Linked DNA regions of Mus musculus: region 2 is linked to region 1. Evidence: chromatin contacts called from public promoter capture Hi-C data. All regions are on one chromosome and are shown on one strand. Each heading gives the region's core, a stretch centred on a gene start, on an enhancer-like site or on the middle of the called end of the contact. The rest is flanking DNA. Distances are from core to core; before and after follow the strand shown.

What was found. Promoter capture Hi-C pulls out the DNA fragments that hold promoters and counts their contacts.
Region 2: a contact with region 1 is called in a promoter capture Hi-C map of hippocampal neurons, with 2.2 times the contacts expected there. The contact joins the enhancer-like site here to the promoter of Tmem94 in region 1. A contact is called at or near these places in 3 of 39 promoter capture datasets (hippocampal neurons, liver and pre-B cells).

The regions. Positions count from the first base shown.
Region 1 is chr11:115,762,468-115,768,534 of GRCm38.p6, reverse strand. Tmem94 (transmembrane protein 94) reads right to left here and starts at 3,102. Exons shown (of 32, transcript NM_028014.3): 1 at 2,982-3,102.
Region 2 is chr11:116,338,378-116,344,834 of GRCm38.p6, reverse strand. Rnf157 (ring finger protein 157) reads left to right here. Exons shown (of 19, transcript NM_027258.1): 18 at 530-640; 19 at 6,005-6,457. The coding sequence ends at 6,129. Among named protein-coding and RNA genes, the nearest start is that of Foxj1, 6.3 kb to the right of the region's middle. Within about 2 kb of position 2,259, at least 14 of the 459 cell types and tissues checked have an H3K27ac peak or open chromatin away from gene starts, as enhancers often do. A contact at or near this core is called in hippocampal neurons, where this site is marked.

The sequences.
Region 1 (6,067 bases), core at 1,853-4,352:
ATTGCAGTCATGAAGTAGCAACAAAATAATGTTATGGTTGGGTCACCACAGCATGAGGAAGGCTGAGAACCACTGCTCTAGAGAACAAAGGACATAAGTGTGAGAGGGGGATGGGGAAGGGCGGGGCTGGGGGGGTTGCTCAATCTATGACAGACACTTATTTGAACTCATCCTTATGTGACACAAGGTTAGGTACAATGAATTTATACAGTGAAATATACATATATTGGATTTTCAAGACAGGGTCTCTCTGTGTAGCCCTAGCTATTCTGGAAACTTGCTTTCAAGACCAGGCTGGCCTTGAACTCACAGAGATCTGCCTGCTTCTGCCTCCCAAGTACTGGGATTAAAGGCATACACCACCACCACCACACAGTTTACAGTGAACATTTCAATAAGAAAAATATCAAACTGTAGGGAGGTGTCAGGGCCTTCAAAACAAGCTAAAGGAATTGAGCTGTCACAAGGAACAATCACATGATCTCTCTTATATGAGTTTTCTAGAACATTCAAAAACAACAGAGACAGAAAATGTAATGTGGGGCTGGAGAGATGGCTCAGCGGTTAAGAGCACTGACTGCTCTTCCAGAGGACCTGAGTTCAAATCCCAGCAACCACATGGTGGCTCACAACCATCTGTTATGGGATCTGATGCCCTTTTCTAGAGTGTCTGAAGACAGCTACAGTGTGCTTACATATAATAAATAAATCTTTAGAAATGGGTGGCAGTGGTGGTCTTACAATAACACAAATGTACTAACTGCCACAGATCTTGTGCTAAGTCTCAGGAAATGCATTATTTCACCACTACTAAAAAGAAAAACCCAGCAAACTCTGGCTCTGCCTAACATTCCCAAAGCGGTGCTGCTGTCTTTTGAGTTTGCTGCAGCCCAGGGCAGGTTTATACGCCTCTGTGTCTCTCATCAATAACGTCTTTCCTCGTTTCCCGGTAGGTTCTGAGAACTTCCCGCAAAGGAAGGCTGCTTAGCACAAGAGTCTTCTTCCAGTGGATCCCGAAATTATAAAAACCGAGATCACACGATTATGTTAAAACTCTATCAGTGGCCGGACAGTGATGGAGCACGCCTTTAATCCCAGCACTCGGGAGGCAGAGGCAGGAGGATCTCTGACTTCGAGGCCAGCCTGGTCTACAAAGTGAGTTCCAGGACAGCCAGGGCTACACAGAGAAACCCTGTCTTGAAAAAACAAAAACCAAAAACAACTCCATAGTGAGATGTACCAGGGTTAGGGAGGAGAGAGCGTCAAGGTTGGGTTGAAATCTGGCCCTTTCCCTCCTTCCCACACCATGTGACCAGCACTGTTTACTACCAAGCCGGCAGCCGCAGGCCAAGCTGATGATTATACAAACCCCTGATCACCAAACCACAATGGCTGAGTCTTCTGGAAGGAAAACTTTCCGATTCTGCAGCGGCCTAACCTTTACTTCACTTAAGCCCGCCTGCAAACTAGACTTTCAAACCCTATTACAGAAACTTATCTTTTCAGCCATGGAAGACAGCGCAGTGAACAGAACACAGACACAATAGCAACGGAATAAAAACCACCGACACGGGGTTACCGGTTACCGCAAGGTGCAGTGGGAGACCAGGAGCCTTCTCACTCGGAAATCAGGGGTGTCCTTAGAGGCCCCGAAGGTCTTTCCAGCTCACTGACCACGACAGGTTAAATAATACCTAGCGTGTCGGCAGTAAGCATCTGACTGCTGTATAGAAATTGATTCTGGAGTCCAATTTAGGGGAAAGGAGCAGGGAGGAGCACAAGGACTGTGACCTTTATTGCTAATTCGTTCTTCAGGAGGTAAGCCTTCCAAACGGTTGAGGTTGACTCTCTTCCCTGGGAGCTGGCACTTCCTAGCCACTTAAAATAGAAATGTCAAGTGTTTTCTGATTTCTTTCCCTCTTGTGGCCTGGCCAGCCTCCTGCCTGTCTTCTAACCATCTATTGAGGTCTTATACCAAGTGGAATGTGCAGAGGCGGGCGTTCAAGGGCAGTTACCTCTCAAACTACCTGGGGGTACTGATTATCAAAGAGGTAGCTTGTTAATGCAGTGCTCGCCAGACTCTAGGTTCCCCTGCTTGTAATTCTGCCAAGAGAGAAGTGACAGCGAATACAGCCGGTGACATTCCACTGCAGAGTGTCCGGGGACTCTGTCTGAACTGCTAATTCGTTCTCCAGGATGAGCCTACACTGTACAATGGTCTGACTCTGAAAGTGACCGTCAAACTTTTCTATTCCCTCCGTCACTCTTATTTGTTGTTGCTTTAGGTACTGAACCTTCCCCCAAGGCTTTTAACTGTAGGGTTTCGCGGTAGGGAAAAAACAGGGAAACTGCTTTACAGAACTGCAAAGGCTGTGGTGCTACGCTGGCTTCCGAAGCATCTTTATGTGACTCTAAAATCGGGGAAGCACGCCCCAACTGCAACATCGCAGCCTTGCACTGAACTGGAAGTCCCTCGCAGTGTCTAGCAGGCGGGCGGGTGCAGAGATCCCGTCCACTCCGGGCGGCGAGCACAGCGCGCGCTGTGGCAGAAAACCGCCTTTATTTGGGCCGGGGACACCCAGGGGCCTACAAATAAACACTCGTGGCATCAGGATTGGCAGTCGCTGGCCCGGGGCCCAGCCACGGCGGACCTGGGCCAAGGGTTCTTTGTTGGACACAACCTTTATTTCTGACGTGGGACCCCGGCAAGGGGCAAGCCAGGACAGAGAGGGGACATGAGAAAACGAAAACAAACAAACCAAAAAACCCTTGAGGACGTGAGGGAAGGAGCCGGCCCGGAGTTGCAGGCAGGCGCCGGCCGGCCCCTCTCCTCCAGCACAGAGAGACACCCCCTTTGGTGCCACTTGCTAGGTGCACACCCCAGGCGCTCCTCGCCTCGGGTAGGAACTCAGAGGGCGCAGCAGGCCGAGCCCCACGCCCCCTTGCTCCCCACTTCGGGCCGCGGGCCTTCTCGTACTTACCGGGGCCCCCTCGGACGGTCTTCCTCGCCCGCGTCCTCACCCCTCCCTGCCCCCTCCTCACTTCACCTCCCCGCCTCCAGGGGCCGCAGCCATGTCCGTTGTGGGCAACTCTGAGGAGGCTTGCCGCCTTCCCCCAGCAACAGACGCGCAGGCCAACAAGCCAAAGATCCCGACGCTGATTGGTTGAAATTCGAGGTAGGCGGAAGATTCTGATTTGTTATTGGCTGTTTGGTGCGCTCAGCTGTAACCTCCACCGCCCCTCCGGGAGCCTGGCGGAATTGTGTGATTGTTACTCTAAAGCGATCCGGGGAAGCCTGGGTCCTATCTCCGGCACGAAGCTCCCGCGTTTTTAGCGCTATAGAACCAGACTAGAGGCAATCATACAATTTCCTCCCCATTAGTTTACCCACTAAATTTTTCTAGAGCCATGGTCAGGTGATACCTTCTGCCCTTTATTATTTTTTAATGAGGCCCTTGAAAAATCGCCTTATCTGTATTTTCTTCAATTCTTCCTTAATCTTTAAAAGTCCCTCAGTACTAATATTATGGACCAACCAAAGCTGGAGAATCTAAAGCAATACTGTTATTTCACCCTCAGTTCATTTGAAATCTAAAAGGAAAAACAAGCTTGAAAACAACTTTTTTTTTCTAGACTAATTAGAGAAATCGCTTGGGAACCCTCTCTTGGGAAAACAAAATAAGCCTGTGTCAGTATTTACTTCCATTTTCCCAGAGATCTAAGTCTGGAAGGGTTGCTTTTAGAAAAAAAAAAAAAAAGTTTTTTTTTCTGTTTATGAAGTCAGAAAGGGTCATATCTGGTCCTGGGAAAAAAGAGCCCCTTCCTTATAATAATGAATTTAATCATGCGATTACAATCCCTCTTTTCGGCTAGACAAGAAGCCATTTTACTGATTTAACTCTGTTTAAACCAGTTCAGCTGTTACCTTGAACACTCATAGAACCTTGGCACAAACCTTCAACACAAACATCTGTAGTTTATCACTACAGATGGAGAAGTCCAAATCTCTCCACATAACCATAGATGCTCATAACATGATGGAGATAGCCACATAGCCACTTTCAGGGCTCATTGCCACATGGACTCACTACAGTCTTAAACATGCTGGAGTACTTTGTTCAGTAGCTCTCTGAGCTTTTACATTTCTTTGCAGCTAATAACAGCCAAAATGCAGCCAGGCAGTGGTGGCACACGCCTTTAATCCCAGCACTTAGGAGGCAGAGGCAGGAGGATTTCTGAGTTTGAGGCCAGCCTGGTCTACAGAGTGAGTTCCAGGCCAGCCAGGGCTACACAGAGAAACCCTGTCTCAAAACAAACAAACAAAACCCCCAGCCAATATGCAAATACATGCCCGTGTGAAACTTTAGCCCAAACACTCCCTTCCCATGCTGCTTCCCTGTCTGTTGCACAGAACTGGTTAGTTACCTGGGTCTGGGGTCTTTCTACTTCATTCCACAAAACCTGGAGCCCTTGGGGAATCCTGCCTTAGTTAAGGTTACGCTTGCTGTGATAAAACACCATGATCAAAGAAGCATGAGGGAGGGAAGGCTTTATTCAGCTCACACTTTGGTTCATCCTCAAGGAAGTCAAGATAAGAACTCAGTCAGGACAAGAAAAACTGAGCAGGAACCTGGTGGCAGGAGCTGATGCAGAAGCCATGGGGAGGGGCCACTCACTGGCTTGCTCCCCGGGGCTTGCTCAGCCTTTCTTACAGAACCCAGGACCACCAGCCCAGGGATGGCCCCACCCACAGTAGGCCCTCACCCAAATGTCCTAAGGCTTGCCTACACCCAGATCTTACGGGGCAATTTTTTATTTTTTTATTTTTATTGTTTTTGTAAAAAGTTATTTGTGGGGCTATTTTCTGAATTGAGCTTCCCCCCTTTCTGATGACTCTAGCTTGTGTCACGTTGACATAAGACTAGCCCATACAGGGGCTGGTGAGATGGCTTAGTGGGTAAGAGCACTGACTGCTCTACTGAAGGTCCTGAGTTCAAATCCCAGCAACCACATGGTGGCTCACAACCGTCTGTAATGAGACCTGACGCCCTCTTCTGGTGCACCTGAAGACAGCTGCAGTGTACTTATATATATATAACAATAAATAAATCTTTGGGCCAGAGTGAGTGAGCAAGCGAGGGAGCAGGGACTGAGCGAGCAGAGTTGACCAGAGCAAGCAGAGGTCCTAAAAAATTCAACTCCCAACAACCACATGAAGGCTCACAACCATCTATACAGCTACAGTTTACTCATACACATAAAATAAAATAAATAAATCTTTAAAAAAAAAAAAAGTCTAGCCCATACAACTGAGCCCTTGACTCACAAACACATCAGTTTTCAGTTAGAACCTTGCCTTTCTTGTTTATCCCCAAGATGGCATGTTACCAATATCAAAATATAAAACATAAATAACCTCCAATACCCTATAGTCCTTACAAATTCAAACACATTAAAACTTCATTCTCGGGGCTGGTGAGCTGGCTCAGTGGTTAAGAGTGCCGACTGCTCTTCCAAAGGTCCTGAGTTCAAATCCCAGCAACCACATGGTGGCTCACAAACATCGATAACGAAATCTGATGCTCTCTTCTGGAGTGTCTGAAGACACACTACAGTGTACTTAAATATAATAAATAAATAAATATTAAAAAAAAACTTCATTCTTGGCCGGGCAGTGGTGACGCATGCCTTTAATCCTAGCACTTGAGAGGTAGAGGAAGGCAGATTTCTGAGTTCGAGGCCAGCCTAGTCTATTTAGTGACTTCCAGACAGCCAGGGCTATACAGAGAAACTCTGCCTCAGAAAACAAAAACAAAAAAACAAAAACAACTTCATTCTCTTTAAAATATCCTTTCTCTCTAAAAATCCAAAATCTTTTTTAAAAGTTCAAGACTCTTCAGCTGTGGGCTTCCATAAACAAAACAAATAAAAAAATAGATACTTTCTCCCTTCAAGAGGGCACAGGCAGCAGGGCGTGGTGGCGCACGCCTTTAATCCCAGCACTCGGGAGGCAGAGGCAGGCAGATTTCTGAGTTCGAGGACAGCCTGGTCTACAAAGTGATTTCCA
Region 2 (6,457 bases), core at 1,010-3,509, 580 kb before region 1:
CCCAGAGCCATGAGTAGTGCACTGTGTCTGCTTCTGCAGGCCCTTCGGTCATAAGCACACCTCACTCATGCCTGGGAGTCACAGGCCTGAACAGGGGACCATCTCACCTCAGGGCCTCAGGCCACAGTGTCATCACCTCAGGGCCTCAGGCCTCAGTGTCATCAGGCTAGCCCGGGTGCAGCTGCCCTTCTGACCTATGTCTGGCAGCCTTCCATAGGAACCAGACTTATTAAGGAACAACTAGAAAGGGGCACCTAAAGAAATGAGCCAGGGTGTCCGCGAGAACCCGACATGCCCACACAACTCAGTTCACAAACCAGGGTGCCCGCGAGAACCCGACATGCCCACACAACTCGGTTCTTCTGTCCACTCTTTACTTGATTTTATCGTCTTTTTTTTTTTGACACATGATTTTATTTTATTTTTTTACTTTTTGTCTCCATCTTAAAACTTTTATTTTTTTTTTTAAGGACAGCGAAGTAGAGAAATCCTAGCCAGCCCCTGTCTAACTGCATTAACTCCGTTACAGGCCAGAGGACATGCGCATTTCTAGGCATGGAGTGTGACAATAACAATGACTTTGACGTCGCAAGCGTGAAAGCACTGGACAATAAGCTGTGCTCTGAGGTCTGCTTACCCGGTGAGTGGCAGTGTGCTGAACATGAACTTGGTGGGAGACGCCCCTCCGCTCGCCCCCGCTCTCCCCGTGGAGGCCTTGGAAAAGAAGCCTCAGCTTTTAGAATAGAAACCGTAGCTCTTCCAGGGACGTACGTTTGAGGATCACAAGGAAATCTAAAAGCATCTGTAGGTCAGTGAATGGCTTTCTGATCCGACGAGCCTTAGGTCTCCAGTGATCACACGTGCAAGACTCGGATCCCAGCGGAGAAGGCAGAGGGCGGGGATGACTTGGTTCTCTAAGGCCCCAACTTCTCAGCGTGCCCTGTTTCTTTCTCTGACCTCAAACACAGTCTGCAAAGCAGCCATGCTAATTGTACATTCAAGCCCACGCATGCTAGCCCATGCCTACAACCCCACACTTGGCAAACAGAGGCAGCCCCATCATTGCAAGCTGCAGGCCAGGAGCTACGTAACAAGACCTACCTAGTCTCTCAAAAAATAAAATCAAGCTTGGTGTGGTGGCGCACGCCTTTAATCCCAGCACTGGGGAGGCAGAGGCAGGCGGATTTCTGAGTTCGAGGCCAGCCTGGTCTACAGACCAAGTTCCGTGACAGCCGAAGCCACACAGAGAAATTGTCTTGAAAACCCCAAAATAAAATAAGTCACAGTTGAGCACTGACTTCAGTGTGCCCATCCTGCAGCAGCCAAGACCCTGCCTGGGACAGATGTCCCTTACACTTCCCTGGATCGTCCCCGCAGTGTCCCCCACTGAGGACCTGCTTCAGCTTCAGAACAGCCACTCCGGGGTCCAGTGCTTTACTCGCTCAGCGAAGTAGCTGAAGTGTTAAGCCGCAGGGCCTTCTGTGGCTGCCACTCTCCTTCAGCCTGTGCCACCCATGGTCCCAGCAGGCCCTGGCCCCATGCAAGCCTGCGGCAAGGGAAGCCAGTTGCTCGGGAGAAACTTTCTCCAGCCTTTCTCTCTTTAGTTTGTCCTGAAGATACTGCCCAGGTCCCGGGCTTCCGTGAGACCTGAGAGACAGCATCAGGTCACCTGCTTCTCCCGCACAGGCCCCAGGCGCTCTCCCTTCCTGTCCAAGCATGGTGGAGGGCGTTGATCCATATGGCCACCTCCTGCCCAGTTAAGGCTGGGCTGGAGCTGCTGGAGACCAGGCACGCTCACCCCTGCCTTCCCACTCCTGGCCTTGCTTCCATCCGTCCATTTATGTTCCATGTCTTTATGCCAAGTGTAGGTCTGTCTGTCTGTCTGTCTGTCTGGTTTGCTCATTTTTAAACTCATTTCTGTTTTCTGACTTGTGTGAAAGTTCATGTTCACGCTGTGCCAGCACTGGCCTCCTGCCTCTGCTCAGCCCGACCAGCACCAAGCTTACTCACTGGTGTGCGCATTTGAGGGGCTCTCGCTAGGGCTCTAGACAAGCTTCCAGTTCCTAACTGACAAGGGCCGATGCGCAATACACTGAGTTCTAAAGAGAAAACCCGTGGGAGCTGTTCAACAAAAACAGACACGCTTCTGTGGCAAAGACCGGGATAGGCAGCCTCGGTTGGTCAGAGGGTGAAGATGGTGCCTGTGCCTAGCCCTGCCTGGGTCTGTGGTGGCTTTCTGCCGGCCAGCCTTTCCTCAAGGGCTTCTAGGCTGAGCCCCGCTTTTGGCAGAGGGAGCTGCTGCCACTGTTGGAGCCCACGGCGCCATGGAGACCAGGCTTGTTCTTTCTGCTTCCTCCTCGCCAAGCCCCCTTCCCATCACCCTGCTTGTCAGCGCAGTGCATCCTCACTTACAGGGAGGAGGCAGCACGGACACAGCAGCGTAAGCGGGCAGCGAGCAGCACGCCTTCCGTATGGGAATGTCTAGGGTCAGCAGGTTTGAGATTAAACGGAGCTCCCAGTTTGGCCAAACATGGAATCAGTCACCTGTGGCAGGGTCAGGAGAGAGACTCGGGTATAAACAGCTCTTAAGTCTATTCGAATTAAGTCTCTGTAGCAAAAGTCCAAGGGCTCTTGTGGAGAGGAAGCGTGTCCCCTCTGCTGCATCTGTTAGAATCACACCAGTAGCAAAGGTGCCAAGGTACTCGGAGGTGTCTGTTTATCTCCTGGGTCAAAGCCAGGAGAGTCGTGTGTAGCCTCTCCGGACTAAGTTCACACTCCTCCACGGCATGCTCATCTGACCCGGCCGTGAGAGCTGAGGGCTGGCTCGAGCCTCTCTGTTCTTTAATGCTCTTTTCTCCTGTGAGGAGCACTTCCCACAGACCCTGCCCCTGCAGTCTGTGCCTCTTCAATAGGTGCCACCCCCTTCATGAAGAGCAGACAGGGGAAGGCCGAGAAGGGCACAGGGTGCTTAGATTGTGTGTGTCACCCTCTACCAAGAAAGCCATCATCACCATCCTTACGTGTGTGAGGGCCTTGGAGAGGGTCTGTGCCTTCCGACTCCTCTCCCCCCCCCCCCCCCCCCCAGTCCCCAAGAAGCTTCCAGGGCTTCAAAGGCCCAAGACTGAGGCCATCTTTCTGGTTCCTTATGCTAGAGCCTAACTTGACAGGCGCTGTGATAAGAGCTGGAACTCTATGACCCTGCAGTCTGTGTGGCTTCAAAGAGCAGTCCGTGGCTAGCAGGAGAGTGTGTGGGGCAGTGAGCATGCTCACAAGGTGCTGGGTAGGCTATGTGATGGGTAAGGAAGAGACAAGGGACTTTCAGTGAAACTACATACATGATTGAGTGACACAGGAGTAGACCTGTGCAGTAAAATCTAAACAAATAGAGACCTGAAGTGAAACCCACTCCTGTCTTCAAGCCTCATGATATAGGATGCAGTCATGTGGGGCTGGGGAGATGGCTCTGTGGTTAAGAGTACTGACTGCTCTTCCAGAGGATCTGAGTTCAAATCCTAGCGCCCAAGTGGTGCCTCACAACTGTCTATAACTCCAGTTCCAGAGGATCCAACACCCTCACACAGGCATGCCATACATGCAGGCAAAACACCAATGCACATAAGATAAAAAATAAATCATTAAAAAAAAAAAACAGATGTGGTCATGCATACCTTTCATCCCAGCACTCAGAAGGTGGAGCCAGGCAGATTTTCTGAGTTTGAGGGGAGCCTGGATCTACATATCAAGTTCCAGGCCAATGACGGCTACAAAGTGAAACCCCAGACTCTTGTTTTTAAAATGAGATGTCTGCAGTGCACACTCTGAGGGGAAATCTAAGTTACAGAATAAGCATATTTTAACTACTCTAGCCCGTAAGTTAATCCGCACATGAGTAGAGGCAGCAGAGAGGTATGCCAAGTGTCCCTAAAGCGGCCTCTGGAGGTCTCTTCCTCTCATTTCTGATTCCCCAAAAGGGAACCAAATACAAAGCACCACTGTCCCTCCCCTGGAAGGGGTTCTAGTCTCCAAGCTCCATTTTCTTGCCAGAGAGCCTGGATCCAGGCAGATGGGAGGGCACACTCAGACATCTCCTCGGGATCCAGGCTGCCTTGTGAGTGGGCTGTGGAGAGGCAAGCATGTGAGGGCCACCATAGATCCTGTGGCTCCTCCCCAGGGCAAAGGACATCTCGTTCCCTCGCCATGTCCCTTCATTGCACATGGCCCATCTGCAGCCTAGACTGTTCTGCAGGCAACCTGGAGCCCTGACCGGAGTTCCTGGGTGGGAGATGCTGCTTAAGGACGTGTGTGAGTTTGGTCGGGACAGCGTTAGGCCCTGAGTCATGGATGCTGGCAGCAGTGACCCTGGTGGTAGTGATGAGGCTGCTGCTGTTTGACTTGTGTGCGCTTGTGTGTCTTCTCTCTTGTTTACCATTTGCTTTTGGTCTCTCCTACTGAACAGCCGCAGCTCCGGAGTCCTGCCCCATAAACATTGAGGAATAGGTATGACATCTACCAAATTATATAACTGAACAGACCACTCATTTGACCTGGGGTCTCTTCCCTGATCCTCTTTCCCACGCCCCAGAGTGCCACCTGCAGAGGGGAAGAAACTCCTTGGACTCATGCTCAGGAGTGGAGAGCCTGTGGGCAAGACCCTGTACCCTTCCTTTCCCAGGGCTGTACTGAGGCCTGTTACTATATAGCCTCACACCAGACCACTCATGCAAAATAAGCAATCAGTACCTGCTTCCTCCTAGCATATGTGCTATTAAGGACTTTCTTCGTGTCTTAGGCTCGCTGAATCTGAGGCTGACTTTGGCCATTTGTAAGTTGGACTCAGGACTGCAATATACAGTTAGCTGGCCTCACTTAATAGAAAAGCCCCACGCCCCCATCTCCGTCCTAGGGCCACACTACCTTTCTGAGCTCCCGGGTGCAAACCTGTAAATGGTTCCTGCAGAAGCTTGCCGAGCAGAGCCAACAAGATGAAGTACCTTCCCTGAACATCCCGAGCCTGGAAAGGAGCAGGGCCTGCCATTGTATAAAACATAGTCGCTCTCCTGGAGAGAACAAAACAGAGCTAACTCGCCAGCTAGAGGGACCTAGGAAACACATGAGGCTCCCCCAAACCAAGCTGGCAGGAACTGCTCACAGGTCATTTCTAGTCAGGTATGTGGCTGGGCACCCTTACGTAGGGCCCCATGCGGGCCTCACAGCCAATCTGTGAGTGCTACCCACTTGTCTCACTGGGCATACGAGAAGGCCAAGCCCCCTAAGGAAGGTGACCTGCCAAAGATCAGACCGTTGGAACCTATGAACTGATCTGAGGCCCGAGTGGATGCAGGTGTGGGTGTGACTAGGAAGAGAAAACAAGGTAGGTAGGTTGCATCAGAGCATGAAACAGAAGCGTCAGGGTTGAGTCTCCACTTGGAGCCACAGATGCAGCCAGAGGCTGGGAGAAGCCAGGGTGATAAACAGCATCTTGGACTGAAAGGTGCTCAGGCGAGGAAGTGGTACAGGTGAAGGTGTGGGCATACACCGTCTCCCACCCAAGGCTTCCCTTCCCTGGCCCCTGCTATGCTGCAGCCCCACCCCCGCCCCTACCCCCCTGCAGACACAGGCTATAGGTCAGGGTGTGCTCTCTGTACACCCACCTTCCATGCAGGAAGCAGCCCAGTTCAGCCTCCTAACTAACACTCCCAAGGCCAGAACCAAGTATGTAACATGCAAGCTGGATGCTAGGTAAGTTCACGAATGAAGAACACCTACAGTCTCCCCATCTGTCCATGGGTTACAGGCAGCGACTACCTAGCTAGGGAGGGGCAGCCGTGGCACCTGCCAGCACCTGCTCCTCACTCTTCCTCTCAGGAGTGGCTCATGCAGCCAGATGTCTCACGTCACACACATCCTGCTAGATTCTGTGTTGACTCCTGTGCTGCTGTACTGGGACACCATGTATGCTTGGCCTAAGGAATGGCTCCCAGAACCTCTGTTGTTCCTTCTCCAGGTACCTGGCAGCATGAGGATAACACTGTCAACTGTCGCCATACCCAGCGCCGGCGCTTATCCTCCAGCAGCCTGGAGGACCCTGAGGAGAACAGGCCTTGTGTATGGGATCCTATGGCTGTCTGAGGGCATCTGCACCTCCACCTGGGCGTCCCCTCCTGTCCTTGCCTTCCATCTGCCCTCACTGGACCACGAGCCTTCTGGTCATCTTCAACAAGACTCGTGGACTTCCTACTCACATGAAGGGAGGACGATGCGCAACCCTCCACCCACCTGCCTCATCGCCTGTAACCGCGATTCTTACCCTCTCAGAAAGAACCAGAAGCCTTCCCTCTGTGGGCTAATACGTGCCAGCCAAACCTGTGGGCCAGCTGAGCTGAGGGTCAGGGCTGGTTGTTTCTGTAGGCTTTCTCTTCTGAGTGGAGACCAAGAAGACTGAAGAGTTTGGCAGCCT